Regions from separate parts of the Mus musculus genome. Here regions 1, 2 and 3 are each linked to region 4. The links are chromatin contacts, called in public Hi-C, Micro-C and promoter capture Hi-C maps. All regions are on one chromosome and are shown on one strand. The core of a region is the stretch at or near the end of the contact, and the rest is flanking DNA. Distances in the headings are between cores, read along the strand shown. Region 1 has its middle 13 kb from the start of Gm46162. Region 2 overlaps Gm46162 (a long non-coding RNA gene). Region 3 has its middle 12 kb from the start of Gm36139. Region 4 has its middle 19 kb from the start of Gm36297.

Region 1 (6,227 bases), core at 1,113-3,612, 230 kb before region 4:
TTTCCCCACCTCCCTGCCCCCCACATATATGTATAGGTGTATGTATCTATAGATCAATACAACTTGGTCTGTCGATTAGTGTCACTTGTATGCATATGACTATACTGACTAATTGGTGTTGATAACCAATTGCAGGCTTATGCCTGGGAGAGATGAGTTATCCCTCTCTCCGTGTTCCTTGGTTGGCTGTAGTTCTCTTTGTCTATGGCTGCAGGTCCCTATGCGTCTTCCCCTTTCCATGTCAGCTTGCCTAGTGGGGTTGTGCTTGTTCAGGTTTTGTTCCGACATCCATATTGTTGAAGCCTACCTGTCATTTCTAGGGCATGCAATCTCACAGCAGAAGTACTGGTCCTCTGGCTCTTACAATGCTTCCACATTTTCTACTATGATGTTCCTTAAGCTTTTGATGTAGGAGTTGTGTTGTAGACATATCAGTCGAGGCCAGGGCAACCCATGATCAGATGTTCTCTGCCTTTTAATGAGTTGTGGTTTTCTGTCACGGCCTCCACCTGTTGCAAAGAGAAGTTTCTTTGATGAGGGATGAGAAATATTTATCTGTAGGTGAAAGGATAAATGTAGTTAGAAATTGTGCTGGTTTGGTAAAAGTTCAGGTATAAAGTTCCTTCCTAAGATCCGTGGATAGTTGGTTAGGTTTCCAGTACATGACTTCCCTCACGTTGAATGGGCCTCATATTCAAATAGACTGTGTTGGTTACTGCCAAAAAAAAAAAAAAAAAAGAGTCCCACTATTGCACACTCAGGGATGTAATGGCATGCTGATTGTCATTTAGTTCATAGGTGTATCACAGGTAGGTAGGACTGTTGGAAGCTTGCGTATGACCTTTCCATGTCACTGCGAAAGCTAGTGTTCAGGGGGGAGGCTCTCAGGTCAGATCCAGCTCGGGTCTTCTGAGTCCTGTGTGCGATATGAATGCAATATGAATGGTGCCCTCAACAGTAAAGACTTACCTTTAGACTGAGAGACAACCAAGGGGAACAGTGATAGCCTATAGTGTTTCGGGCATCTCTTGGACTCCATGACCAATAGCCCAACTTTTTGAAGCTCTATAATCATTTCTTATTAAAAATTAAGCTTTTAGGCCAGATATGGTGTCACGTGTCTCTTGTTCCAGCACTAAAGTGGCAGGCGCTGAAAGATTGCTATGGTTCAAGACCAGGATACTTTACATAAGGAATCTTGGGCCAACCAGGGGAATATAGCTCTGTGTTAAAACACCAAACAATAGAAGTCACACTAAAGTCCAATTAATACAACTGCATCTTAATCATTAGAGATGGTAGAAGCCTTGGCGAGGAAAGGGGGCCATTAGTAAGTTTAATACACGAGTGGTAGAGAAAGGACTAGCCTGCCCTTCTGTTTATAAATAATTAATTCATGTTCAGCAGTGTGTAGCCTTGACCGACTCTGCTGCCTTGGCTGCTGTATAATTTGCAGGATTTCAGAGTATATCCTTTTCACTCCTACTGCCTGCCTCTCATGGTCTCTTCTAAGTCCTTCTCTGCTCTTGTCTTCGGTTACAGCTGTCTGCTCTCATATCTTGCCACCTGATTTGACGTTTGCACAGACTTCTCCATTCTTTCCTGTGGAAAGAGATTCTTTACGCTCCCGCCTGTAAAGACAGAGGAACTTGTTACTGCTGCTTCATGCTGTGGCCCAAAATTTTGAGCACAGGCATGTTTTATTTTGATTCAATTGTGTGGCTTAGGATAAAATGGATCCTGTTAGAATGGAACATACTAATTCCTTGGAAATCTTTGTTTGTTTGTTTGTTTGTTTTTTTTAAAAGGAGGAGTTGGAGTTATGGGCAGGCTCAATTTCCAGTAGATTATTTATAATTCCCATTTCTGTATTCTATTGTGGTATGAATGCTTTTTAAATATTTTATTTCTCACATAATGAAAATAAACAATTCTACTTCAATAATAACATCATTGCTCAGTGGGACGGAATGACAGATGAATTATATATTTTTCTTTTATGGTTAAATAAAAATCAAATAGAAAATCCATTTATCTTAGTCTTTGGCAAATATAGTCTTCAGGAGGCTTATGCAGTCTTCCCCCTTAATATTAAATATGAGAACGTTAATGTAAGAGTCTGTACCAGCCTGAGGAGTCAATTTGAAAATTAAAGAAAATTTTTGATGCCGATTTGTTTCCTGCTAAAATTGGATTTTTTTTTTCTTCATGAAAGAAATCACTTCTTAAGTTCTGATTAATTGAAGGTTTGATATTTTTTCCCCAGCTCTTGTTTATGAGTTACCACACCATGGGGTGTGACCAAAATACATGCTCAGTGTGAGTCACTGTGGTCCATGAGGTCAGTTACATAACAGCCAGTATGTCCAAGGTTCTGTGTAGACAGTCCACGTGGGAAACTAATGACGGGGAGAGTCTTTTAGTCAGGTCTCCTGCATTCATACAAACATGGTTTTAACAGAGGTGGAAACACTGGCCACCTGTTTTGTGACACTGCCGAAGGGTCATTCCAAGTGTCCACAGTAACAGGACAACATCAGAGCGGACCGCCAGGTTACTACTACGAAGAAGATAGTAAAGTGAGATCTGTTTTCATTTCCAGTCTGTGTGTCTGTCCGTGTGTCTGTGTGTCTGTGGGTGGGTATGGAAGGGGAACACAGGTGCCCTTGGAGACCAGACACTTTGCATTCTCCTGGAACTGAACTTTTAGGCTGTTGTGGGCTGCCTGATGTGGGTGCTGGGAACTGGACTCTGGTCCTTTGAAAGAGCAATATTTGCTTTTAACTGCTAAGCCATCTCTCCAGTCTCTACTATGCAGACTTAACAAGCATTTGAGATATTAAAATCCTTTACAAAATTACCTATTGAAAAAAAAAAAGAGGGCTGGAGAGATGGCTCAACAGTTAAGAGCACTGTCTGTTCTTCCAGAGGTCCTGAGTTCAATTCCCAGCAACCACATGGTGGCTCACAACCATCTGTAATGGCATCCAGTGCTTTCTTGTGGTGTGTCTGAAGACAGTGACAGTGTACTCACATACATAAAATAAATCATTTTAAAAATTACTTATTAGAGCACAAATACAGCAAAATGGTAGAAAACTTACCTAGTGTGCTGGACAGTTTTATGACAACTTGACACAAGCCAAAGTTGTCTGAGAGAAGAGAACCTCAATTGAGAAAAAGCCTTCATAAGACTGGGCTGCAGGCAAGGTTGTAAGGCATTTTAAGAAAATTAGAAATTGATGAGGGAGGGCCTAGCCCATTATGGGTGAAGCCATCCGTGGGCTGGTGGTCCTGGGCTCTATTTAAAAGCAGGCTGAGCAAATCATTAAATAGGAGCATCCTTCCATGGCCTCTGTCTGCATCAGCTCCTGTCTCCAGGTTCCAGCCCTGAGTGAATTCCTAATCCCACTGCTTTTGATGATGACCTGTTGTTATAGGGAACTGTGAGCAAAATAAACCCTCTCCTCCCCAAGTGGCTTTTGGTCCTGGCCATTTCATCGCAGCAACAGTAACCATAACTAAACACCTAGCGTGAGTAAGACTCCAACTTCTATTCCTAGCACTGAAAAACAGTTTGTTTTAAAGATGAAAGGATCTTGCCCTGTGATACTATTTCCTTAGATACCACAGTTCTGGAAATGGTATAAGCCTTAGTAACCTCCTGCTAAGTGAGAACTGTCACCCCTTCCCAAACTGAGTCACTAAAAACCAGCCATCTTTTATTACTGCTCCAGAGTCCACAGGTCAGCGGGTCCTTCCACTCGTAGGAGGACCAGGCTTACATTACCAGGCTTGCCTATGGACTACGGTCAAGAGGCAGAGTGTCTGCTTGTTGGTTTGTTTTGGCGGAGCCTTAATCATATGCCTGCTGGTTAGTTGATTGTAGGTTGGGACAGTGAGGTTGTCTGGGCTGTGTATTGCTCATCGGTCCTGAGACTTATTTATTACAGCAGCAGTAGGAGGCTGAGAGGGAGAGTGAAACAGAGGTGTGCAGGGCTCCTGGGAAAATATTTCTCCCTCTACACTCTGTTAATGAAAGAAAAAAAAAAAAAACAAAAAAAACAAACAAAAAAAAAAAAAACCTCACAGAAACAACCTATCCAAGGGGTGGGAAAATAGACAAGTAGACGTGGTAAAGTTATATTGAGAGGGAGTTGATTTGTGGGAGGGTGGAAAATTGTCATCATTTTGTAATCTACTATAAAACATGGAGTCTTTCCCATATCGGTGTTTTATATTTTTAGTAAATGGACGCATGTTTAGAAATAATCTTATACTACTAAAATGAGCATAATTACATACTTAGATATTATCTTATTTATTATATGCTCTTGAACACTGAGTTTTTCAAACGCACACTTATGGGGGCTGAGGATACAGGCCAGGTGTTAGAATGCTTACTTTCCTAGTAAGCCCAGAGTCGCGGGTTTGTTCCCCAGCACTGCATGAAAGTGGGTGTGATGGATTTGGGTAAGCCTAGCACTCGGGAGCAGGAGGATCCAAAGTTCAAGGGTATCCTCAGATACATAGGGAGTTTGAAGCCAGCCTGGGCTGTAGGAAACCTGGTCTCAGAAAAGACCAAAAACTAACAAAACCAATAAAACCCCACGAAACAAAACCAGCTCACAATTATACATTTGCCATTTACTGTTTTAGAAAAGTTTTCTCATATAGGATTACAATTTATTTACATAATCTTTTGTTGATAGAAATTTAAATAATTACCTTTGGTGGGGAGGCAGGGATTGTCACCAAATCAACAATGAGCATATGTATGAATGCATGAAAGCTACTATAGAAACATTTGTTGTTCTTTTTTTTTCTTTTTCTTTTTTGGAGACAGGATCATTCCATGTGGCCATGCCTGGCCATGCCTTGTGGGAATCCTTCGGCTTCAGCCTCCATGAGTGCGGGGGTGGGGGTGGGGAGGGGTGGGGGGTAGGGGGTAGGGCGGTTATAGGCATGGTCCATTATATTTATATGTAGCCACAGTCCTTAAAATGGATCTATTTGAGTCTAGGACCTATATACTCTCAGGTTTACTAACGATTGACAAATTGTTCTCCAATGGGAATAGCCCAGTGTAAAAGCCCAGATGGGGTATATAGTGGCTTTATTTCCCCCTTATCCTTACAAATGAGACTTTGTATTATTAGGATTTCTTAAACTTTCTGTGTGGGGGTATGGGGGTGACTGTGGGGTGTGTGGAATTGTGTGTGTGTGTGTAGGGAGGCTAAAGTGTAAAGCCTTGCCCATGCTAAGCAAATGCTTTGCCATTGAGCTGTGCCTCCAGACATAGGTTCCATAACTGTAGTGTATATTCATGTTGTAAATTGAATATGTTTCCTAGGTTCAGATAAATATCCTTTGTTGTGAGTGATATAGTCAACATTTACATTATTGACTATCTTTTCTTTTCCACTTTATGGTTATCTGAAGAAAACATAAACACTGGAACTCAGTTCTCTGGTTATGTGTCTCAGCTTTTAGATTGTGGCATTTAATTTTGTTTATTGGGCCTTCTGTTATGCACATGCTTTTAACTATAACTATAGCAACTCTGTCAGTAGTTTTCTTTCTGGTTTGTACATATTTTTGTCTTGTTTATAGAAATATCATACCAGAATGTCACACATTTATTTTCTTAGAAGATTTTGGGTTGGAGAGACAGCTCAGCTGTTAAGAATATTTGTTTTTGCAGGCCACCTGGGTTTGATTCCCAGTGCCCAAAGGCGATTCACAACCATCTATTACTCTAGTTTCAGGGAATCTGGTGCCCTTTTTTGGCCTCTGTGGGCACTAAGGACATATGTGGTACACATACACACACACACACACACACACACACACACACACACACACACACAGACACCTTGATGAAGGTAGGCTCCAATGAGAACAAAGACTTGAATTAAGGTTTATAGAAAATAGAGATCAGCAGAACAGTTTACTGGAGGAAAAGTCTTCTGGGCAGAAGAAAGTGTTCATGGCAAGATGCTAAAGCAGGCATGTTTAAGGAATAGCAAGGAGACCAGTGAGACTGGAACAGAGAGAACATGGGAAAAGACCGGGAACTGAGGGTAGGTGATTGGTGAGCAACTGAGAAGACATGGGCATTTGCTCTGTGTGAGAGGAGAAGTCATTCCAAAGTCCTGCTTAGAGTTATGATGTGATCTGGCTCAGTGTAAAAGGACTCAAGTTGGCTCCTATCTCTATAGCTATCT
Region 2 (5,707 bases), core at 1,797-4,296, 210 kb before region 4:
TTTTACTCTTTTTAAAAAGTATTTCTAAATTTTTTATCTCTGTGTGTGTGTCTGTGTGTGTGTTCACATGTGTTCAGGTGCTTCAGAGTTCAGGAGAACCCAGAAGAAGGATGTGTGGAGGCACTGGTACAGGTGGTTAGGAATTGCCAGACTTGGGTGCTGGGAAACTGAACTTGGGTTTTCTCCACAGGCAGTACTTGCTCTTAACCATGGGGGCATCTCTCTAGCCTCACAGCTATTATTTTAAAAAGAATGTATTGTTTCAGTCTCATGTTTCAAGCTGGATATTTTGTTTCCATAGTACATCAGGTTTATAGACTTTTTATTTTCTGAACAGGGTTTTTCTGTGTAGCCCTGGCTATCCTGGCTCTGTACATCACACTCGCCATAAATTTGGAGATCTGCCTGCTTTTGCCTCCTGGATGCTGCCATTAAAGGCATGTACCCCTACCACTTGGCTTACAAACCTTTTAAAAATTACAATGATTACTGTATGTTAATTGTACAAATTAATGGGACTTCACCACAATGTTTCCATGCATGCATTCATTGTGACCTGATCCTGTTCCCCCCCATTTCCATGCTCTGTCCCCTTCCTCTTTCTACCTGCTTCCCCGAGCCTCTTTCCCTTCCCTAAAGGTCTTACATTTTCAGGTTCCTTAAAAAAAATGACCATCATAAACTGTTCTAATTTTTGAACAGTTTCCTACACACATATAATTTTAGTCATTTTACCCCTCTCCACCTCCTTTACTCTTCACTCACACCCTTCCCAATACCCCCCCCCCCCCCCATTTCTCAACAAGTCCTACAGTCATTTTGTGTCTGTGTGACACACGGAGTCACACATTTCATTAGGGCTGCTTGCATGAACGTGGATGGGCGCTACTTACTGGAGGAGGATGAGTAACTTACCAGCGGCTACACTACTGAAGAAAGAGGCTTCTTATTCCTCAGCAGCTACTAGCTGCCCATAGCATAGCTCTTCAGAGAATAAGTGTAGTGTCTCATGTACCTGTCCCCATTCAACGCAGGATGCTGAAAGGCCTGTCTCGTACAGGCAACGGCAGCTGCTATGTGTGAAATATCCATGCTATGTTCTAGAGACAGTGTCTCACATCGCTCCTCCTCACCCTCTGACTTTTATCTTCTTCCCATTCAGTCCACTGTAGTGTTTCCTGGCCCCTGGAAAGAGTGATCTAGATGTCCTGCTTAAGGGTAAGCATTTAGCTGTCACTCATTCTCAGGACCAGTTATGAGTCTCAGCATGAACTGCAAATAGAAGCTTCTGAGAACGTGGCCGAGATTACCATTACCCTATGGTTAGTATAACATAAACACCTGGGACGCATACTTTCAAGTCTTTCTTTAGTATCCCCTGTTGTGGTTTTTATGTGCACCACCCAGAAAGTGACACTATTAGAAGGTGTGGCCCTGTTGGAGTAGGTGTGTCACTGTGGGTGTGGGCTTTAAGGCCCCCATCCTAGCTTCCTGGAAGCCAGTATTCTGCTAGTAGCCTTCAGATGAAGATGTAGAACTCTCAGCTCCTCCGGCACCATGCCTGCCTGGATGCTGCCATGTTCCCACCTTGATGATAATGGACTGAACCTGTAAGCCAGCCCCAGTTAAATGTCCTGGTCATGGTGTCTGTTCACAGCAGTAAAACCCTAACTAAGACATCCCCCTTCGGACAATTATTTTAGTGGACAATTATAGAGCCAACCCCAAGTCTTGTTTATTCATCTGTGAGCAGAATAAAAACTCACACAGGCTAGGAATGCCTTCCGTCTTCCTTTCGTCCTTTACCTAGAGAAAGAGGGGTTTCTCAAGGCTGGCGGGTCTCACAGCTTTAGCAAATAATCCTCAAGTAAGGGAAGCTTTTTTTAACCACAAATGCATTTCAAACAGAGGTAATGAGTCCACACCAGTCTGGAACAACCAGCGCCTCCTAGATCCTGGTAATTGAAGCTCACTTGTATGGAGTCTGGATTGGGCTCATATTTTTTTCCTTTTCTTTTTGCATTGCCACAAATGAAAGTCTGCTGACCAGACAGATAGAAAACAGTTGTATGGTGGTCACTATAAGTATTCAGAGACTGTGCACTTGAGCCAAATGTAACCAGCACAGAGCATGGGGTTAGGTTCAGAAGGAAAATGCCGTGTGGCGATGGAAAGGATTAGTATAGCACTCACAGCCCAGGCAAAGAAGCAACATCTCTTGAAAAGTACTGAATGAGGTAGAATGTTATTTCCTGCCAATCAGCTAGGAACATTCCCAGCCCAGCCTAAGAAGACTCCCTGCAGAAAAACCAAGAAATACAGTTTTGATGGGACCACCTATACCTTAAGGCCTCTGGGAACTTTAACAAGGACCAATTCATGAGAACTGTTGCTATATGCCTGAACAAGAAACTAAGCATGAATTTCAAGTTACCCATCAAGTCTGCCGAAGGGACTGAGATACTTCGGCAACAGGGGTCAATGAAGATGGGATGTCAATAAGCAATCAGTAGGGATATTTTTTGAGAGGCGGTGAAAATGAGCTTTTGAGTTAGGCTTTTGCTGCAGGACAAAGCAGAAGTATAGCTCCCCTGCTTCTTTTTTAAGTCCTTTTTTTTTCTTTTCACGTGTCTTTGTCTGTGTGTGTATGCCACGTGTCTGCGGGTTCCTGCAAAAGCCATAAGAGGGTGTTCCATTCCCTGGAGCTGCAGTTGCAGGCGTGTGAGCTGTCCATTGTGGGTTCTGGAGATTAGAATTGGGCCTTCTGGATGGGCAGTGAGTGCTTTTTTTTTTTTTTAAGATTTATTTATTATATGTAAGTACACTGTAGCTGTCTTCAGACACTCCAGAAGAGGGCGTCAGATCTTGTTACAGATGGTTGTGAGCCACCATGTGGTTGCTGGGATTTGAACTTCAGACCTTTGGAAGAGCAGTCGGGTGCTCTTACCCACTGAGCCATCTCACCAGCCCGCAGTGAGTGCTTTTAACTGCTGGGTCATCTCTTTAGGGCCCCTCCCCAAGGATAATTTTAAATTAGAAGTACCAATTAATGCACACTCTTGACGCAAGACTTATTTTCAAGAGAATTTCATTAGCACAGGCTGATGTAGCTTTAGTCCTAGCCCTTCAAGAAGAAAAAGAAACAGAACCAGGATCCATGTTACTTTGGTTAGAATTTTCATGGCTTATCTCTATTTTGAATAGGAGGCAACCGAGTGCAGAGAGATTAACCTGCCCTCGTCACAACGGAGCTCGGGCCCCGAGAGTGGTGGAGCCAAACCATGCTGCCTCCCAAAGACAGGTCAAAACAGGGACAAGCCGAGTGCTCCACAGTCCAAGTTCTCAGTTCAAATACTAGGTTTTCCTCTTGCTTGACTGTGTGACCTTAGTAAACTAACGCTTCTGTGCTACTGTTTCTCTCTGTCTTAGATAATGACAACATGAGAGAGTCAGTATCCAGTAAGCTGTGTAGTTACTGTTGGTGGTGGTGTTACTAAAACAAAGGAAAAGTTACTGTGTGCCTGCTTCAGATAGGAAACCCAGGCAATGCCTGCCATAGCAGCTAACACCATATGCTCTCCCTGGGCCTGGGGGAACAGCAGATGAGTCACTAGGTTGGGCCCTACTCAGGGCCTGCTGCTCAGAGTCCCCATGCACCTGACTGCATGGTTTGCCATCTGATGATAATGGAGGCCATCTTCCTTACCTTGGTCTGTGTCTTGCATAGTCATTATTCATACCAGTAGTTCAGAATGTGGCTAGCTTTGGAGAGGCAGACTGCAAAGTCAAGGGGAGTTGGAAGAAAAGGAGACCTTGGCAACAAAAGAGATCACTGAGTGGACGTCTTCACAGCAGAAAAGCTGCTCAGGGCAAAGGTTCGATTGAAACACTCAGGAGGCTGAGGGAGTGGAAGCCAGAGTTCCAGGCCACTCTGGGCTGCATGACAAGATGAGGGGTGGGGGTAGGGGCAAGAAAACAAATTCCTGTACTGTTTAATTTATACAGTATGTAAAAACCTTTTTTTTTTTTTTTACATTATTACCATTGGTGTGTCTGTGTGAGTGTGCTTGTGTGTGTGTGTGCACACGTGGAGGTCAGAGGACAACTTCCAGGGATTGGTCTTTCCTCCTATCATGTATGTGTGTTCCAGGGATGGAACTCAGGCTGGCAGGCTTGGTAGCATTGGTAGCAGGCCCCTTTATGCTCTAAACCATTTTACCAGCCCCTGAAGCCTTTCCCCCATCTTCAACAGTCTCATTGACAAAACGGGAAAAGCAGATTCCTACGATGCTGTTGTTAAGCTGATCATGTGGGATACAGCGTCTGGGGAGGATTCTCATGAAGGACAACAAAGGCGGGGTGGGGGTGAGGGATACTCAGATGGTCAGTTCTCTCCCTCACAGCTTCTCTCTGGGCCAGCCCAAAGAGCGACTAAGCTTACCGGAAGTGGTGGAGTGTGACGGTTCCTCGATGAAACCTCCGTTTCCAAGTGTTCCACTCTGTGCTGGGGACACGGGATTGTGGGGGTTGCATTACTGCTGGATGGTTGAGCCACTGCGAACCTTCTTTTGATCTCTGAATGCTTGCAACATTTTGATCAGAAGTTTCAGCTTTGAATGAAAGGGATGTGGTGCAATCTGGGAAGGAAATACACGGAGAACCCACAGAACAGAAGAGCCTGGACACAGTGCAGTGCAGCAGGATGTATTTCTGCCCACTCCTCCACTAAAGTGCCCCTGCTTCGTCGCCCCTGGCTTTAGCAAGATGTGACGGTAACTCTGGTGTTCTGATTTATCAACATTTTGGCTTGAGCGTGAATGAAAGGACATTTCCGCTGCAGCAGAGTAACAAGTTGGGCAGCAGCTAGGAAAGTGTTTGCATTTGGACAGGTTAAGTGTGTCCTCCTGTGAGACTTTGTTCCTGCCCACTCCCCATCTCACCTTCCTCCTCTCAGACTCCTCCCCCTAAGATGGTAGCTTGTCCTCCCACACTCTCAGGGATCTAACAGCTTCTAGGATGCACTTGCTGTTTCTCAAGAGGTGTCTGGAGACTGAAAGAAGAAGTTTCAAGACTCATCTGTAGTCCCAGAGCTTAAAGATGGCGGCAATAAGACCAGAAATTCTTGGTCATTCTTGGCTGCATGCCAAATTCAAGGCTAGCCTGGGCTACCAGAGACCCTTGTTTCAGAAAAAAAAAAAAATCCAGAATGGATTTCTTGGCGATAGTTTCAGATCACTGGGGCAGGTCTTACAAGGCAGGGAACCTTCCCAATGTTTCCAGCGGTTTCTGTATCTGATTGAGGAGCATAGAGTCGACTAATGGCTATAGATGGGCAGAAATAAAGCTGCCCTTCCAGAGCAATGAGAAGGTACGCCCTACAGTCTATTCTGAGTTTGTAATTTTTAAAGGGTAAGTGACCCTATTGTTTTATGATGACACTGACTATGAAGGTGAAAGCTGAGTTACAAAGGGGAACAGAAAGGGGGCACAGATTCAAACAATGTGTGGCACTTAGACATGCCAATGCTGTAATGTAGCCTACGGTTAGCTCACAAAACCACCAGAGTGTGGAGTAAACGCAAAAAGAAAGACTTGATGAAACCTTAATAGAATTTGCACCATTCTCTGGCCTCGATGACACACAATGTTGTTGAACATATTTGTTCACAGCCTCCGGGACTGGCTCCCATCTGATCACAAACTATTG
Region 3 (5,909 bases), core at 1,206-3,705, 130 kb before region 4:
CTCTCTCTCTCTCTCTCTCTCTCTCTCTCTCTCTCTCTCTCTGTGTGTGTGTGTGTGTGTGTATGCATAGGGAACTGAGTCAGTAGATCTTCAGCAATAGGTGAAGTTTCCTTTAGTTGTCTGCTAGTAGCCTAGTGGGTGGTAAGTGAGGAGTTTATGTAGAGATGAAGTGTCCAGAATTAAATAATTGCTATTTTTGCACTGCATACGAAGTTCCTGTCAGTGGCAGTTACATGTTATTGTATATAACACATAGCTCAGATCCTATAGGGATCTCTACCTAGCCTGTACCATGTGTGTTCTTGTGAGTACATTCTGTAATATTTGCACAATGGCCAAAAATTGGCAAAGGGCACCTTTCTCAGGATGCTATCACTGTGGCCAAGAAATGTGTGACCACACTTCTACACACTGGGGGTTTTGGAAGGAATAATCCAGAGACTTAAAAGAGGTTCTGGAAAATAGACCCATTCCTCAAATGACCACAGCATTGTACTGAGTCTTGAGAGAAGCCATGTTTGTCTGGAGACTGTGGAGAAAGCCCGTGTTATCTCCCTTATATATGCTACCTGGCAAGCAAGGTATCTGCTCCACTAAGTTCTAGTCAACAACCATACTTAAAACACACACACACACACACACACACACACACACATATTCAGACCATCATTTCTTTTTGCCTTTACATGACACAGAATATTTGTTTATCTGTTTTTTGTCTTTTTGTGTCTGAGCATTGCAGTTAACACAGTGTCTTCCAGTGCTCTCAACGCTGCAGCAAATACGATTTCCTTCTTTATGTCTGAATACTACTCCTTTGTGCATATTTATCAGTTCTCTTTAGCTATTTGTGACTGGTCCCATCTGGGCAGGTTCCACAGCATACTGTAGTAAACAGTGTTGCAATAATGCAAAGAATGGAGGTCTCTGGCATGCCGAGTTCAGTTCCTTTAACAACTGTGGATCTTCAGTGTGATGATTCATTGGCTGAGACCTGTGAGAAAGGCTGACTCATGAATCCCTGGAGCCTGTGTTTCCCACGAGCTCACCTGGAATGCTGAGACTACAAAGGGCTCTCTTAGCCTTCTTGAACAGTGATGTGGCAGTTGCTAAGGTGGGCAGCAAGCTTGCTTACACACCCAGCTGAGATGGACCACTGCAATTGGAAGGATGCAAACCTATCTTACACACAGGGAAAAATGGGCGGGTTTCCCCAGTGCATCGGTGCTCTGCGGTAGGGGCTGTTTCTCAGGGACAGCTGTGTTACGAAGGATGCTTATGTCTGCTTTCCCTCCCCCTTGCAGGCATCAGTGGTTGAGACTGATAGGTGCATGGGTAATAAAAGATGCTCCTGTATATGATGGAGTGACCACAAACCAGGCCTGGAGCAGTGACTCTTAATCTAGGCTTGTTAAAAATAGCTATATGTCTGCATTTATTTTGTTGATTAAAGGCTGATGAAGAGCTGTGCTCAGTGTTTCATGAATAACACAGACTTTTAAAGAAGCAAGTAAATTAAGAGAAATATGACTAGATCTTTCATTGTATGGCGTCCTGGACAACAGAGCTCTTGAAGTCTTAGGTGGAGGGAGTGGGAATGGCAGGGGAGGCTGGGAGCTGGGCTTGATCTGATCAGTTAAGACTCTGGAAGACATGAGCAGTTAGCATTTTCTTCTAAGAGAGATGGGAAGCTGGGGACATTTTGTGTTATTCAGGAGAATATTTACAAGACATGATGTGTGTCTTTTTTTATGAGCTTTCTTTGGCTGCATTGGGGCTGACTGCAAGTAGTCTAGAGAAAAAAAAAATTGGATTCCCCTTACTGATTCTGGTCATGAAGCTGCTGCTGAGGCTTGACTCTCAAGTGACCAAGCAATAAACAGAAAGCACTCACAGAGGCGTGAAAGGAGCAGGCCAGCCTCCTCGCAGGAAGGGGCTCCCACCAGCCACATTTCTTGCTGGCCTGCTAACGCAGCCCGAATCAAAGGAAACAGATCATACAAAAAGCTTCTTTGTAGTTTTGTTTAAAGAGAAGGCATGCTTAGGAACAGGCTTAGAGGACGTGGAGAGCACGCTGATGAGCAGGCTCACAGCATCAGGTGAGAGCACCAGACTTGATACTCCTACCAGCCTTCCCAGCGCAGACTCTTTAGGGGAGCTCGACATCAAGGGCCCTTGGAGCTCATCCTTTATCCAATGGAGACAGACTTCCTCTTCCTGTGGCCTGGACTGTTTTTTCTTCTTCTCTCTGCTCAGCGCCTGCTCTCCTCTGATCCCGGGCCTCTGCTGGTTTGCCGAGGCCTCATGCTTTTTACAACTAGAGGAACTTTAATTATGCTGGTTGCCTGGGATCCTTTCTTCCTTTGTTTGAAGTCAATTAATGATTAAGCAATCCCTGTTTTTGACCTGTCTGTCCCCTGGCTGAAGGAACCATCACGCCTCTGTCCTCTGAAGCTCAACTTTTGTTTGATCCCAGCTCTATCTTCCAGACCTGGGGTGGACTAGCTCACCTGACCTGAGTCTCTGACTGACCTGGACATTTTTAGAAGAATAATGTCTACTCTGGTGCGGATCCAGATGTATCGCGTAGCTGTAGGCTGGTGCTTTTCCCTTGGGTCGTTTGAACACTAGGTGATTAGCCGCCTCTGGATCTTGGCTTTGAATGCTGAACCCAATCTCTCACTTTGCTTCCCTTAGCCAAGACTTGTCTCTCAAGTCATGGTCTCTCTTTTAGCGAAGTCCTGACTGTCTGGTTGGTCTTTCTCTGTTGATCTCTTCTCTTTTATTGGTACCACACCACCGGACAACAAACTTCCAGATCCGGATCAGTCCTGAGGCCTGATGTTCGTGGAAAAAAAAAAAATGGTTCTCAAATCATATTCCAGGGCTACTATGAATAAACTTTATAATTTTAATAGATTTTAAAAACTAACTCATATTTTAAAGTTCATTTTTGTGGAAATTTATTAATGAAATTTCATTTAAAGTTGAACAACACTATATAGTGGTTTCCAATTTTTTATTGCCTATTAATAATTTCCTGAGTTATCTCTCACTGATACATACACACACACACACACACACACACACACACATTATCTACTGTTTTCTTTAAAGTATAATTTGTCATATATAGGGCTAAGTGGTTTTATAAATGATAGCTAGTATACTTTAAAATATATATTTTAAACTTTAGACTGAGCATCATTTTAGAAGTTTCAGTAAACTACCATTAAAAATAATTTTAGCTCATTTTAAAAAAAAAAGAGATATGCTGTAACAGTTTTGTCTACGAGCACACTAGTAAACTGTGATCTTGCCAATAACATTAGAGCAAGTGCTCACTGGAAGAATTCCCTTCCAAGGTATCCTGGCTTGGTTGCTGGAGCACAAGAAGGATGAAGGAGCTGGGGAGGGCTCTGTACCTTATACGGTTCACATAAGCACACTCAAGGGACTGCTTGAGAGAAATACTGGCCTTGGGGTATGCTTGCGTCATTTGTCAGAATTTCCGGACACTAACCCACTGACCATTCTTAGATTATCTCCTTCCAATTACAACTTCCCTTCAAGCTTAATTACACGTGGACTTGCAAACACAGGGGGACGGTTAAACAGCAGATAATGAGGCCAAAGTGCTTGTGTGTTCTACACCCGCCTTTTGTTTGATCACAATCTGGTCTTCCTGGTAATGCACTGTGAACTAGGCATTCGAACCTCTCAGGGCTCAAACCAAAAACCACATTTGCATAAAATCCAATATTCCTTGCCTCTGAAGTACCCCTGCTGTATGCATGCCTCTCTCGGCTTTAAGGGGAGATGTCTGCACAGTGATGGAAGACAGCCGTGGACTTTTCCCTTCAGACTTCCATGTTTGCAGTGTTTTGCTTCACCTTGTAAGGTCTGAGATAGTTCCTGCATAAATAAAATCTATTCTGAAAGTCTTTGTAAAATCAAGACCTAAGGGGATATGATTTGGAAAGAGAATCTTTATTTCTATTCTCTCTATTACTCTCATCATGGCCTTTTTAGTTTTTATTCTGAAGAAAATAATTTTATTCTAAATTAACTAACAAATGGAAACATTGCTCTGCTGGTTTAAAAAAAGAGCACCCAAACATTTGTTCAACCCCAGTTTTTAGCGTTCTACATAAAGTCAGTCATGGTTTCATGGTTTTTCTGCGGCAATAGAACAATTAATAACAGGAGATTTAATCTAGGGCTTCACTATCAAGTACATTATATGTGTGTGGTGTAAGTGTATGTGTGGGTGTATGTGTGTGTGATGTATGCACACATGTGTGAGGTGTATGCACGTGTGTATTCATGAGGCCAGCCCCTTCTAGAGGAGATCAGAGATTCTGCTTCATCTCTTTCTACCTTCTTCCCCTGAGAAAGCGTCTCTCACTGAACCTTGAGCCAACCTGGAGCCAGACTGGCAGTCAGTAGCAATCTTACTCTCTCCTTCCTCCCCACCCTCCCATAATGCTCTGGTAAGTGAGATGTGTGATTACACTGCTTACATGGGTCTTGAGGATTCGAACTCATGTCATCATACTTGCACAGCAAGGTCTATTACCATCCGAGCCTTTTGCAATTGCATTTTTTGGGGGAAGGGTAGGGGGGGAATAAAGTCATTTGTTCACCAAAGCCCATTTGCCATTCTTCAACTTGAACATCTTGCTTAGATTAATCTCTTTGCAAGTCTTCAGTGCCTTACAGAACTTAATGTGACCCTGGCTTTTATCGCATTCCACGACATGTTTCATTGCTTCATCTCACAAACACAGGGCCCCTCTGCTGCTATGCCCTCCGAGGGGCAATGTTGCTAATGCTACCCAGATGCTCAGGGGTGGCTGAGTCCCAATGTGTGCCTCGGGGCGTCACCCACAGCCACACTGGCTGCAGCGCTGTCACCTTAGTCATCAGACCTGGTTACTAGATGACCTTATCAGTTGACCTCACTATACAGGTGGTGGCTGCAAGCTTGGGTACAGCTCTCACGTGAGGTGCCCAGCAGGCTGGAAGAGACCACATGAAGGCTGTAGCTTCAGCTTCCGTGAGGCGTCCTAAATATGCCAATTTTTCCTCTTGTTTATACAACTACTCCATGTTCCTGACTGAAAAATTAAAACTACAGATTAATAGAAAAAAAAGTACCCTAAATACCATCTGGTAGAAGAAACCTCCCTTAACAGTTTGGCTTACAACAATATTATTATTGGTACATGTTGCCACATGAATGTACTACAATCACTAGCCCCCTTTTTTAGAAATGATGTCCACTGGAAATTTATGTGCAAATTTTGGGGTTCTGTAATCTGGGTAGACAAATAGTTCAGGGGTAATGAGAAGGTAGCCCAAAGGGACACGTGATATAATGACATGGAAAGATGGTATCTGAGTATTTGAAGGCGGAATCATTCTACTGTGAAGATAGAGAAAATCCTTGCCAGGGCAGTGAACTGGCTCAACCCACCTACAGGCTGAACAGTGTGGGATTCCTGTGAGGTCATTCAGCACCCCTGCCCAAGTCCTTCGATTCTTTTATGTGTTTGGCTTAGTTAATAATTGAAGAAATTTTATAAATTTCTTCCACTATTTATGAAATTAGCAAAAAAGAAAACAAACAGAAACAAAAACAAAACCTCCATACCCCTAAACCAAGCTAAACCATCACCACCAACAACAACCAATTAACCAAACCAAGCCAAACCAAACACCTGACTTTAATGCTAAAACATAACACCAATGGTGGTGTGAAAAACTAGATACATTCATAGACTGTTCTACATTGCCCCAGTGGTGCTGGAGGCCATCTTGCCCAAGTAGAAACAGGGCAGCGTGGTTGATAATGCCTCCTTGTACTGTTATCCCCCGCATTATCAGATAGAGCTGTAGGAAATCCT
Region 4 (5,484 bases), core at 1,441-3,940:
AGGACAGTGAACTCTATCCATTGTGGAAGGAGCAAAGGAGAGGAAGTCACGTGACTTCTGGTTTACCCAAGTTCATTCACTCGGTCCCCTGCCCTGTGTTTACCTTTAAATCAGTTCACCTATTTGGTCTCCAGTTTTATCCTGTGTCAAATGGGGTTGGCAAGGCAAGATGTCCTTCTAGGGTGTTATCTAGGCTGACTAAGTATAGTCTGGGCTTATTTTGTTTTGAGAAGTAATGGATAACATTTTTGTACTTTGGTGGAAGGATGATGTATAAGTCAGTCTCACCTTTATAAAGCATTTTAAAAAAATGAAGGTTCTTTTGCAGTGGGAATAGTATTGTTTACTATGATTTAAAAATGTTTGTCTGGCTCTGTGTGTTAAGATAAAAACTAAATCAATAATGTTTTTAAAATGATGGCAATTATTTTAGGTGGACAGAGCAACCCATAATTTCATTGCTACATTTTTTTTTTTTTTATGTTCGCTCGGCTTTCTGGCAAACAAATGGAATGAGTCTTTAAACCACTGAGGAATTAGAAGATGCCTCACGTTCAGTGGCTAACGGGAATCACTCCATAAGCCCACAATTGTATCCCACTAATGCATCCTGTTGAGTCAGGTTAGCGCAGTCCTGGGGAGGCATTGTCGCTCTGCACACAGCTTTGTGTCAGGTGGTCGACCTCACTGTGAACTGTGCTGCATTGCTTTCCTGAGCTTGATGGACTTAATGGCCATGACGCGGATTGGTTGACAGAGGCAGAGAACAAAAGAGATTTCTGGAAGGCATTAGCGGCCCTGAATAAAAAGTATGCACATTACTGGATTGTTTTGGTAGTAAGTGATCATGAGTCATTGTTTATAAACTCACTTGCATTTGTTACACAGAAGAGAAGTGCTTTGGTAAAAGCCATAATTATTCTGGAAGATACTCGCTCATCATTGTAAAGATACTGCCTCACAATGCCGGCGCTGTTTGTAGTCAAATGTTATGCTGATACTACAAATAAGTATTTTTCTACCTGATAACTTGCTTTTGCCCCTTCCCTGTAATTTCTGGGAGTAATAAAGAGTACTTCCTGCAAAGCAAAATTCTGTCCCCCCTGAAAACAACTTGGCTATACAAAATGTGAGGTCTAGTTTCCAGAGCAATAAGAGCTTTGAAGGAGTTGGAGGATAACATATCAGCCTTTACTTTTAACGATCCTTAAGAGTGCAGAATATATTTGAATTCAGAATTCTGTAGCAATTCTCATTTAGCGTTCATTCTTTGACGCTGCAGTCGCCAAAGCCTTCTGACTTCCTTCAGTGTTCACAGCCTTCATCTAGACTTGGATTCACCAGTTCTGTATATGTGCCCCAGAGTCGGCATATAACAGTGTTATATATACAGACTCACTCAGACATAAGGAAGGTTGACGCTGTTTGCAGAATAATCGGTGGAACTGAGGAACATCACGATAAGTGAAGTAAGCCATTCCTATAAGAATAAATATCGTGTGCTTTATCTTCTGTGTGAAATATCAGGTAAGAATAAAAAATGAAAGCAAAAGGGGGGAATCGTTGAGATGTGTGAAGGGAAAGAGGAGAGAACATTTTTTCAGGTGCTTCTCGGTATTCCTCAGTTGAGAATTCTTGGTTTAGCTCTGTACCCCATTTTTTTGTGGGGTTATTTGATTTTCTGGAGTCCATCTTCTTGAGTTCTTTATATATACTGGATATTAGCCCCCTATCTGATTTAGGATTGGTAAAGATCCTTTCCCATTCTGTTGGTGGCCTTTTTGTCTTATTGACGCTGTCTTTTGCCTTTCAGAAACTTTGCAATTTTATGAGGTCCCATTTGTCGATTCTCCATCTTACAGCTCAAGCCATTGGTGTTCTGTTCAGGAATTTTTCCCCTGTGCCCATATCTTTGAGGCTTTCCCCCACTTTCTCCTCTGTAAGTTTCAGTGTCTCTGCTTTTATGTGGAGTTCCTTGATCCACTTAGATTTGACCTTAGTACAAGGAGATAAGTATGGATCGATTCGCATTCTTCTACATGATAACCACCAGTTGTGCCAGCACCATTTGTTGAAAATGTTGTCTTTCTTCCACTGGATGGTTTTAGCTCCCTTGGGAAGGATCAAGTGACCAGAGGAAGTTGGATGCCCTGGATCTGGAGTCATGGATGATTGTACACCACCCAACTAGGATGCCGGCAACGGAACTGGGGTCCTCTGAAAGAGAAGCAAATGCTCTCAAACGACGAGCCAACTCTCCAACCTCTGAAGCCCTATTTGTAATATACCTTCCCGTCTGAGATGCTATTATTACTAGATCCAGGCCAGACCGTGATCCAGGCTCACTAACAGAATGCGTGCTCTTCAGTTTTTCATCGGAGAGTTTCAATCTTGAACTTTTTTGTTTGTTTGTTTGCAATACAATTTCAGTTACTGTACGTAGAGAACAGAAGGCCTGAAAGGGACCGGGTGGCCTCAACTTAACTCAGCACCATCCGCTTGACAACCACTTTCGGCTTCTAGAAATTCTCACAAATGGTTTCGTAGATTCAGGCCTTGATCCAGCCACCGTTCCAGGAAAAAACAAATAACCTACGTGAAGCTTAAGTGCGGCTTTTTCAGCACAGGCCCTAAGATAGGGCTTGCGTTAGGGAAACAGAAGTGCGGAAAGACAATTAGCATTTCCTGCCTTTTGGCAGAACAACTCAGTTTGTAGAATAAAGCCCTGGAAGAGGAAAACAAGCCTCTTTGACCCCAACTGAACTTCCTCGTGCAATTCTCCCCATGGGGAGGAGAGTCAACTGGCAACTTCTCTGTAATAGTGGAAGGCCGTGAGCACGAGGCTCCTAGCATTTGGTGGAAAGAGCAGGTGTGCACACCCACGCTGTGGGAAGGTCATACGTGCTGAGAGGCATCCAGTGGCCTTGCCATCCCCAAAGAGTCTTCCTCTATTACATAACATTTTAACAAGGCCTCAGTGAGGACCCAAATAGCATTTCATTTGCCTGCCAAGGATCCATCGCTAGGATACCGTCCATCCCATTGCTTCCAGCAGAGTAAATGACAGTTAGTTAGCAGTTTCCACCAGCCGGTTGAGGCAGCCCACCGAAAGCCTAAGACCCTCAACCATTCCCAAGTCAAGTCCTTTGCTGTGACTTGCTCGAAAGTCTTCACTCAGCTTAACTGTCCCGCTTCTTGCCTTTCCCCTTATCTGGTTCACACTGGCCAAGGACCGGGGTAGGGGCTAGGGTACTGGAAAAAAAGAAAAAAGAAAAAGTGCTAGATGAGACATAACTGCAAGCAAGACAGGAGTCTATAGGACTTGTTACTTAAAAAAAAAATATTCCTTATGGATCAGAATAGTGAAATCAATGTTACAAGCCAAGCTGTCAAATTCAGTTTCTCACCTAAGGCTACACTGACACACTGAGTGCTGCATAGATGTCCCAGACTCCATCTTCCTTGCTGATTGGGTTCAAATTGGTCTCCTGTCCCACCCCTGGGCTTAGCTATCAAATGGAAACCCTTCCCTGTATACACTGCTCTCTGCCGTCCCTCCTAGGCTGCCATCCTGAATTCCAACTAACTCGTTTCAGTTCACTGGCTCTTTGCTCCTGACTGTAGCTTACATGCCAACTTTATCTTCTTTATTTCCTATTTCCTAAGCTTGGTGGCTGAGTCGGAACCCTCTGCCACATATTCACTTCAAAGCTACTCAGTCTTGCCTTAATACTCTCCCACATGGAATTAGAGAGGCCGCTCTTCACAGTGAGCTCTTGGCACAGGGCTTGTCACACAGAACAGTCTAACGACTGGTTCACTGCGCTACCTCGGCTCTTCGCACTCCGTCTGAGCCACGGGTTTCACTTGCTCTCTGCTCTGACCCTGGGTATCCAGCTTGCTCCACAGATTTCCTTCCTAAGTGTTCTTGGTCCTGGAATTCTAGCCATACCCAAGCCCTTATTCACTTCATCCAACAGAGGAGTCCACACCTCTACCTGCCAACTAGATGGCCATGACTGGACAGTGAACCCCACATCCCATTACCCTGGATTCTTTTAAACAGGCTGATATTCCCTTGTACCAGATCTTCCTTAGGAAAGTTGGCTCTGCCACAGCAGTGCTTTTGACATTTATTCTGGACTGTCTCCCTTTAGCTAACGTGTCCACACTCACCCCACCCCCACTCCCCATTTCTTATTTTCAGTTTGACTTTTCCAGGTACCATTCTAATCTAATCCCTCGAACCTGGCTTATTTCTGGTCTCTGATTGCTGATTTTTGGCGCCCTCTTGTGGATGTTGGCGGGAGTTTTCCCTTTCTATGAATCCTGCCCAAGTCAGTGCTGTCCCACCTCATTTTTCTTTTTTCATTAATTAATTTATTTATTCACTTTACATCTCGATTGCACCCCTATTCTTATAAGTTCCTCCCCCACTATCCCCTCCCCTCCTCCTCAGAGAAGTTTCTGAGTATTACAAATAAAGCCGCTATGAACATAGTTGAGCAAGTGTCCCTGTGGTGTAGGGTGGCATCTTTTGGGTATATGCCCAGGAGAGGTATAGCTAGGTCTTGGGGGTAGAACTTTTCCAAATTTTCCAAGAAACTGCCAAATTGATTTCCAAAGTGGTTGTGCCAGTTTGCACTCCCATCGGCAATGGAGAAGTGTTCCCTTTGCCCCACATTCTCGCCAGCATGTGCTGTCGCTTGAGTTTTTGATCCTAGGTGTTCTGATGGTATAAGATAGGATCTTATAGTCATTTCATTTGCATTTCCCTGATAACTAAGGACATTGAACTATTCTTTAAGTGTTTCTTGGCCATTAGAGATTCCTCTGTTGAGAATTCTCTAACTTTAGACTCTACCTTTAAAGTTGGGTTATTTGGTTTGTTGATGTTTAATTTCTTGAATTCTTTATATATTTTGGATATTAGTCCTCTGTCAGATGTAGAGTTGGTGAAGGTCTTTTTCATTCTGTAGGCTGCTGTTTTGTCCTATTGATGGTGTCCTTTGCCTTACAGAAGCTTTTCAGTTTCATGAGGTTAGTTTTTGTAAAGTCTTTAATCAAGATATATATATAAAATGAAGGTATCCATCTTTAGGATTAAACTTCATATATATATATATATATATGGTATATTCTTAGTTTCAGATAGTAAAATTATAAATATGTTCTTCTACAGTGTAAACATTTATTATTTAAAGCTTGGTGTTATTTGCCTTTCAAGCATATACAAAGGTAGAAAAATTATTTAGCCAGTTCCTATCCATCGCCAATTTTATTCTATCTAAACTCTCTTCACCTCTCTGAATTGTCAATATGGTATTTTGAATCCAACTCCAGACTTTGTATTACTGTGTTGGTAAATGTTTTAACATGTATTTTAGCAGATGCCCTCAGTTTCAGTAAAAAAAAAAAAGTACATAATTTCAATATTATCATCTCACAAAAAATCATGATAAATTCATAATATCTTAAAATATC

What was found. Promoter capture Hi-C pulls out the DNA fragments that hold promoters and counts their contacts. A called contact is a pair of places that touch in the nucleus more often than the background predicts.
Region 1: a promoter capture Hi-C map of liver shows a contact between it and region 4. The contact joins two enhancer-like sites. A contact is called at or near these places in 3 of 39 promoter capture datasets (the HPC-7 cell line, cranial neural crest and liver), 4 of 484 Hi-C or Micro-C datasets (the HPC-7 cell line, embryonic stem cells, granulosa cells and 1 more) and 4 of 115 datasets of contacts at active chromatin or transcription factors (bone marrow-derived macrophages, fetal liver and microglia).
Region 2: a Hi-C map of the G1E-ER4 cell line shows a contact between it and region 4, with 2.4 times the contacts expected there. The contact joins two enhancer-like sites. A contact is called at or near these places in 6 of 484 Hi-C or Micro-C datasets (the G1E-ER4 cell line, embryonic stem cells, granulosa cells and 2 more), 3 of 115 datasets of contacts at active chromatin or transcription factors (bone marrow-derived macrophages and microglia) and 1 of 9 other capture datasets (embryonic stem cells).
Region 3: a contact with region 4 is called in a Micro-C map of the G1E-ER4 cell line. The contact joins two enhancer-like sites. A contact is called at or near these places in 3 of 484 Hi-C or Micro-C datasets (the G1E-ER4 cell line and the HPC-7 cell line), 1 of 115 datasets of contacts at active chromatin or transcription factors (the HPC-7 cell line) and 2 of 9 other capture datasets (adipose tissue and pancreatic islet).

What each region holds. Positions count from the first base shown.
Region 1 is chr1:151,261,121-151,267,347 of GRCm38.p6, reverse strand. No RefSeq gene overlaps it. Among named protein-coding and RNA genes, the nearest start is that of Gm46162, 13 kb to the right of the region's middle. Within about 2 kb of position 2,362, at least 33 of the 459 cell types and tissues checked have an H3K27ac peak or open chromatin away from gene starts, as enhancers often do. A contact at or near this core is called in liver, where this site is marked.
Region 2 is chr1:151,244,215-151,249,921 of GRCm38.p6, reverse strand. The region is part of intron 1 of Gm46162 (a long non-coding RNA gene); the gene reads left to right. Among named protein-coding and RNA genes, the nearest start is that of Gm46162, 4.3 kb to the left of the region's middle. Within about 2 kb of position 3,046, at least 31 of the 459 cell types and tissues checked have an H3K27ac peak or open chromatin away from gene starts, as enhancers often do. A contact at or near this core is called in the G1E-ER4 cell line, where this site is marked.
Region 3 is chr1:151,163,942-151,169,850 of GRCm38.p6, reverse strand. No RefSeq gene overlaps it. Among named protein-coding and RNA genes, the nearest start is that of Gm36139, 12 kb to the right of the region's middle. Within about 2 kb of position 2,455, at least 81 of the 459 cell types and tissues checked have an H3K27ac peak or open chromatin away from gene starts, as enhancers often do. A contact at or near this core is called in the G1E-ER4 cell line, where this site is marked.
Region 4 is chr1:151,033,972-151,039,455 of GRCm38.p6, reverse strand. No RefSeq gene overlaps it. Among named protein-coding and RNA genes, the nearest start is that of Gm36297, 19 kb to the left of the region's middle. Within about 2 kb of position 2,690, at least 11 of the 459 cell types and tissues checked have an H3K27ac peak or open chromatin away from gene starts, as enhancers often do. A contact at or near this core is called in the G1E-ER4 cell line and liver, where this site is marked.